Regions from separate parts of the Mus musculus genome. Here region 2 is linked to region 1. Evidence: chromatin contacts called from public HiCAR-type data. All regions are on one chromosome and are shown on one strand. The core of a region is the stretch at or near the end of the contact, and the rest is flanking DNA. Distances in the headings are between cores, read along the strand shown.

Region 1 (3,542 bases), core at 224-2,723:
CTAAAGTTTGGATTGTGGTCTTTTTCTCTCCCCCCATTGCTGAGTTTTTTCCCATATATATTGACTCCAAATAGCCTATAGGTTCTGATGCTAAGAGTCCTTCATAAGCATTGATTTGTGTTTCTGTGCCTACACAAATTTTATTACCACTTGATGACTGTGTTGTCTATACATTGTATTTGCTTGTTATCTTAGTTATTATTCTATTTCCATGAAGAGACATCATGACCAAGGCAGCTTATTCGAGAAAACACTTAATCAGGAGATTGTTTACAGTTTCAGAGGGTTAGTCTGTTATGATCGTGGCAGAATGAGTGGCAGGCAGGAAGGCAGGGAATAGAGCAATAGTTGAGAGCTTTACATCCTGATCTGCCAGCACCAGGTAGAAAGAGATTGAGACTGTGCCTTGGCAGGAGGGCCACACCCCTCTACCTCTTGAATCTCTTATTTGTTGATTCTTAAAAGATCCTATGTGTCTGTTCATACTGATTTAGCCTGATAAGAGGAAACTGCTGATATGGATGATCAAGTACCCAGATGTTAGTAGATCTTGATTATTAGCAATGCAATATTTAGTGCAATGCAGAGAAGAGTTAATATTGGGTTTGTCTACTTGGTGTGGCCTCTTTATACTTTGAACATTCTCCCTTTACAATCATAATCTATCTTGAATTATGAAACATATCCTCCGTGTAACTGTGTGGCCTTAGAAAAGCTTAGGAAAAGGAGGTAAAATACCCTTTAGTCTCATCTTAGGGAGGACCTGAGTGTTACCCAAACTCTGAATATAAGTTGTACCACTGAGCCTATATGAGTGACTGAGGCAAAACACCCAACTAGTAATAAAGAACACGCATTTGCCTTAACTTTCTAATGCTCTCTCCAGAAGTGGGTTGAGTGGCAAGCAGTTTATTGAAGATGTTGCTAGCTTAGTATCATATTTACATCTTCAACAAGCACTGCTACAGGCCTCAAGGAAAGACAGGTAAATCCTGGCAGAAGATGGGTGTTGGGTGCAGGGCATGCATGCTAATGCAGCTAAGGTGAGTGGCCAGTTGCAGGACTGAGGTTATAGAAGGGGCTTGAGGAGGTCTCCTAGAATCCATGATGAAGAACTTGCAGATTCCTAGGCTGCTTCTCTGAGAATAGAAAATTTGAAACAGAGCCTTGGCAGAATGTGGTAGTTGGAAAACTACAGTCACTTTGAGCAGTTACATGCTCTCCTGCTGCTTGCTTGGCAGGGAAATTTCTGACTAGGTGGAGAGGTAATCACACTCTGAAAACTTGGCTGCAGCATCCCCACTAAGGACCCCTTGAGCACAGAGTTACTCAGCAGGCTGGTCACTGAGGGTCACTTGACATTTTGAAAATGTGTTTTAGATACCCTAGCAAGTCTGCTGGTACATTGTTCAGTGTCCCTACAGAGTTGAAGTAGCCTGTGGCCAATGGGCCATGTCATGTACTGCCTGTACACATGGAAATACTTTGTTTAGGAACCTGAGCCAGAGTACGATGAGCTGGTCTCTATCCCACTGTCTGACTCAGAGGTGGAAGTGCCTGGAAACATCAGGACATTGTGGACTAAAAGATTCACAGACACTGCAGGAGCCCACAAACCAATTGGACAAGGACAAAGGGATTCTGTTAACTGCATTATTAGGATCAGAACATGGGCCCTGAGAGCCCTGGCAAGGTAGGCTCAGTCTCCCATCTTTAGTTGGCCAATTAAAGAAAAAAAACTTAGTGAAAAACAGAAAAAGGTTGTTATTCAACATGACCACATTGGGAACAGGAACGAGGAAGTCCATTGCAAAGTTTATCTTTGCAGTCCTGATTTGAGGTTCATGTTCAACAGACCATCCATTATCCTTCTCTCCTCTCTATTCACGCCTACAAGTTGGTCAGACAAGTTGCGTGAACTGTGTGGAATCTCTTTCTGGAAGACAAGGTCCTTGCCTGGCTGGTATAAGCTTTCAGCCTTTTCCATCTCTAATCACAAGCCACCTGGGAAACTGAAGAAGACCAGTGTTCTTATAGAAGAGGAAGACACACCTGAGAAATAGATACAGAAAAGGGGCCAAGTGAAAACACAGTAGGGACATGGTTATCTACAACTCCGTGAAAGGACTCAGGGGAACCCAGACTTGCCAGGACCTTCATTTGGGACTTGTAGCTTCCAGAACTGTGAGAAACACATTTCTGTTGTTTAAGGGACTTGGCCTATGGTCTTTCATTCTGGAAGCTCTAGAAGAGCAGGTAGTACAGGTTTTGTTTATCTGTGTATTCTCTCCTAGGCTTTCCATTTGGTCAACAGTTCTCAACCTGTAGGTCACGAACCCTTTGCAGGTCCAACAACCCTTTCACAGGGGTCACCTAAGGCCATCATACATATCTGATATTAACATTACAATTCATAACAGTATTAAATTTAGTTATGAAGTAGCAACAAAAACAGTTTTATGGTTGGAGGTCACCACAACATGAGGAACTGTATTAAAGGGACACTGCATTAAGAAGATTGAGAACCACTGCATTAGATGTGGCCTGTACTCTCCAGCACCTTGCTTTACCGATTTTTCCTACTTCTCTTATCTTTATCTGTACCCACAGACAACTTTTGGCTGTTTGTCCTGTTACAGGCAAAATGCAGCACATAAGTGTTTCTTCTATCACCAAAAACACCACCATTATATTACAGCTTTTGGAAAAAGAATTCCTGTGGGGAGTGGGAGAAATTCCTCAGTGAATATGTAAAGATTGGATAAAGTCTTGAGTGAATGTATATTATTGGCCTGGGCTTGGCCATGTCAAGCACACCAATGTCTCAACCCGTGGGAGTGGCAAAGCCTTCCTATGGCCCAAGTATGATTATTTATGAATTATTGATTTATGTGTACAAACACTAGGTACTGCAGCTTCCTCATCTGGCATGTTGACAAGCCTGGGACTGCTCCCCTACAGAGAACTGTCTTAGTTAGCCAACACTTCCCCTTGTGCTGTACTTATTAAAAGTGCTAAGGTTCTGGCTTGTGTGGCACAGTTAGTACCACTTTATCAGGGTACACACAACCCATCTGACCCCAGCTTTTCTGTGCATTCTGTCCTTTCTTTATTCCCCTGCTTCCCTTAGTCAGGTTTTCAGACTAAGCTGTGCAGGACAAGACAGACCCCCATTCTCACTGTTTCTACTGCTAGTTCTTACCTTTTAGCAGAGATTTCTGCTTCATTTTTTTTCATGCAGTTCAACTTTTTTTTTTTTTTTTTTGCTTTGTTTTCCTTATAGCTATTAAGTTCAGGGTGACAAGACTTAAATGTGTGGGGATGTCTGAAAACTGTCCTCTAATGGAGGGGTGTGTCTTTTCCCTCTTTCTTCATCTTGCTATATGAAGTGTATGCTTTCTCTTGCTTCTTCTAGTTAGACTCAAGACTACCTTCTCCTGTTTTTCTTGGCACCATGCATAGACATTTTAATAACCATCACAATGATTTATGATTATATTCAAGTGACTTCTCTCTGGGCTTTTAATGTGTTTATATTTCTC
Region 2 (3,279 bases), core at 681-3,180, 320 kb after region 1:
CAATATCTACATCTATGGTGATGTGTAACCCCTTCTCTCTTTTTTTGAGCCATGTTTTATTTTTTCCCTTTATTTGGCATCTTGTTATTTTTCAGTAGCGAATCTAGAGGTAAGGCATACACTCGTCCATAGCTGTGTGACTTAGAGTACAGAGAGTTATATAACGTGCTTCCTGGCTGGTACAGCAAATCCTTCTAAAGTCGGCATTATCTTGATCTCCATTTGTGAACATTTTTTGTTCATTTATCCATGTTGACTCATAACCTCTGTTAGCAAAGAATGTTAGTGTCAGACACTCTTCCGGGACAAGGAAACAATCCCCTCTCCCCCACCCATCTCCTGTTCTCGGTCCTTTACGTTTATCCCTTTGCTTCTCTTAAAGGCTTGGAGAAATTAGGCCCCAGCCTGATCTTCTCAAAGCTCTATCCTATTGCTATGTGAACATAGCTGTCCCACATACTTTTGGGTTTTTTAAGACTATGCCATTTTCTCAAAGGAAAATTAAGTTCTATGGAGAGGTTTGCATTTTGGGAGGATCAAAACTATATACAAAAGTTGTAAGTGCCATTCAGCTATGTAGAAATCTCTCGGTTATTATTTTTGTGGAATATTTTTTTTTGGTATTTCAAGTGTTTGACTGATGTGCTTTTTGTTCCCTAAAACATTTGGATAAAATAGTTAGACGCATAATAGTGCCAATAATTTTTTTTTCCTAAAACTCAACAAGCTTTATAATTTCTCATAAAGAATGTGACCCCAGGCAGCCCTCTTTCCTACATATTTACAACTGTATTAATGGCCAAGCTCTGTGTGATCTGAACACCAGTGGTTGTCATTTGTCATCCCCTCCTTTCCCCCAGAGAGAAAGTTCATTTGCCTTTCAACTTAAATTCTCTGTCCACCAGATGAAAAGAAATAAAATACATGTATAAATTCGCAATCAGCGTAATGATGTAAGCATAGAAACTTCTGTCAGTGTTTCTTACAAATGTTTAGATTAGTTTTCTCATTCCACTTCTCAATGGGAAAATAAACTAAGACAGAGGCGATGTTAATAGGCGAGTATTTAATAAGCCTCAAACAGCATTCTCTTCTCACTTTTAAAGACCAATTTAAATGTGAAGGGATTTTTTTTTTAGATGTTTGATCTTCCACAGGTCCAAGTTCAGTTTTAATAGAGCGGTAATCTTTGCTGTACTTGACTTGTTTTGGCAGGGGGTGGGGTGGGAGGTGGGGTCAGAAAGGTCAGGAAATTATAATGTCCAAAAAATCTATGAAAATTTTATAAAATATATAACATACTTAGTTACTCATACTAATTTATGAAACAATAAAACACTCTCCAAACAAAGAAAACAGTATATACTTCTTACATTAAATATGAAGTGTTAATGCAATCTAGACTTGTTATGTTTGTTTGTTTGCTTGTTTGATTTGGCCCTTACTTAATAAAGTTTTTGCTTTTATTGAAAAGAGAAGCATTCACTAGAAAGTTTCGAATTAAAATACTCCCATGGTCTCTTGATGTGTGTAATAGCACTCAGTGTTGAATGAAAGGAAAAACTGAATATCTCATTTCTTTCTCAACAAGATATTCTAATTGGGCCCTTGTGGATCTTATGACAACACAAAGCCAAAACAAAACAGCAATAAATAATAATTAATTAGACATGCCTCGCCCAGAGCAAATGTCTAGAGATGTGGACCCCAGCTCCACTTCCAAGAGAGTAGTGTTTTCTTTTGTTTTGTTTTTGTCTTTTTGGAGGTAAAAAAATCAAATGACCCTACATATTGACTGCATCAGACCCAATTCCAGAGGATGTTGGGAAGAACACTGCCAAGAGAGTCAACGGGGTGTGAGTCAGGAAGCAGGATCCTTCACCCTGGAGACAGATGGCGCAGGGAGGATTCGGGCACTCCCTGAAGATCCTTCAAAACACAAGCGGGGAGAGGCAGGAAACAGCCGTGCTGTGCCAGGTCTTATTTGGAATGTAGCTATTTTCAGTCTCTTCGGACTTTTGTGAAGAGAGTTCAGCTGTATTCTTACAGAGAAAGAAGCAAGCACTGTAAATCTCTTGCTAATAGGTCTTGGGCTTGAATTCTCCCCTTAAGTGGCCTTTCTGAGTCTCTAAAATATTATGAAAACTGAGATTGGATTTTTAAGGTATCTTTGTACCATTGAGTTTAAATCATTCTCATACAATGTTGTTGCTAATGTTCTTTTTTTTTTTTAAGTGTTATTCATTTATCCAACAACTATCGAAACCCCTCCCTATAACCGTGGTTCTTCCTCTAGATGAAGCACAGGCTACGTGAGAACTATGGGGCTCTTGTGCTCAGAGGTTCACAGTAAAATAGGTGAATGTAGAGACGGAGGCAACCAAGAACATGGAATGCCACCAGGGATAATCCCTTAATGGGATAAACAATTCTCTAACAACTTTTTTTTTCCTCAGAGAATCTCAACATCTAAAGATTTTTCAATTGTAAGGGAGAAAAAAGTGACTGCATATTAAGTAGCAATTTAATGGCCATTGTAGCAACACGCTATAAGGGCAAAGGGATGGAGGATTACTGATAGGAAACATAATTAAAATCAAGGGATGCTTATGCAAATTCATCTGCATATTCATTAACTATAACTCAGTTCCGTGTGCACACCAAGACATGCACAAACAGAAGCAGCCCCAGAGTTCCCACTCAAGCTGCTCGGCTAACACTGCAACTAATTAAATACTATCCTTCAAACTTCACTTTGACCTGTGCTCATGTGCACATTCTGGAGTAGCTATCTATCACTCCATCCTCTAGAGCCGGTGGTATATTGGGCCGTGTTGTGAGACTTTCCCAACACTTGGCAAACTGATGGATAAGCATGAACCATGCAGATAGTCATGAGGTTCTGCCTTTGGAACTGAACGCTGCTGCACAGGGAAGACAGAACAGTGTTTTAAAATGATAAGTCTCTGCACTAGAATGGTGGAACGAGAGCGATCAGAAGGTCTAATGGCCTGGGAGAAAGCATGCCAGCCTCGTGACGGAACCTCCTGTTGGACCTGAGGACAAAGGGGAAGCTAAGAAGCTGCGGCCTATCTCTGCTGACAGTGTGCTGATGGAGACGGAGATGCCTGAATCAATTATCTGAGGAAAGGAAGACTTGAAAGAGTGGTAAGATCCAGGGTGTTTGCGAGAATTCCAGACTAAAATGTAACAGAGGAAGTCCACTGAGATAGACCAGTAGATCAAGGAGTGGGGAGGTACTATCTAAATAGGATGGTA

The links. HiCAR-type assays count read pairs that join an accessible place to other places.
Region 2: a contact with region 1 is called in a HiCAR-type map of fibro-adipogenic progenitors, with 2.9 times the contacts expected there. The contact joins two enhancer-like sites.

Annotation. Positions count from the first base shown.
Region 1 is chr1:150,550,123-150,553,664 of GRCm38.p6, forward strand. No RefSeq gene overlaps it. Among named protein-coding and RNA genes, the nearest start is that of Gm41967, 79 kb to the left of the region's middle. Within about 2 kb of position 1,474, at least 8 of the 459 cell types and tissues checked have an H3K27ac peak or open chromatin away from gene starts, as enhancers often do. A contact at or near this core is called in fibro-adipogenic progenitors, where this site is marked.
Region 2 is chr1:150,871,516-150,874,794 of GRCm38.p6, forward strand. All of the region lies in intron 2 of Hmcn1 (hemicentin 1), which reads right to left. Among named protein-coding and RNA genes, the nearest start is that of Hmcn1, 120 kb to the right of the region's middle. Within about 2 kb of position 1,931, at least 31 of the 459 cell types and tissues checked have an H3K27ac peak or open chromatin away from gene starts, as enhancers often do. A contact at or near this core is called in fibro-adipogenic progenitors, where this site is marked.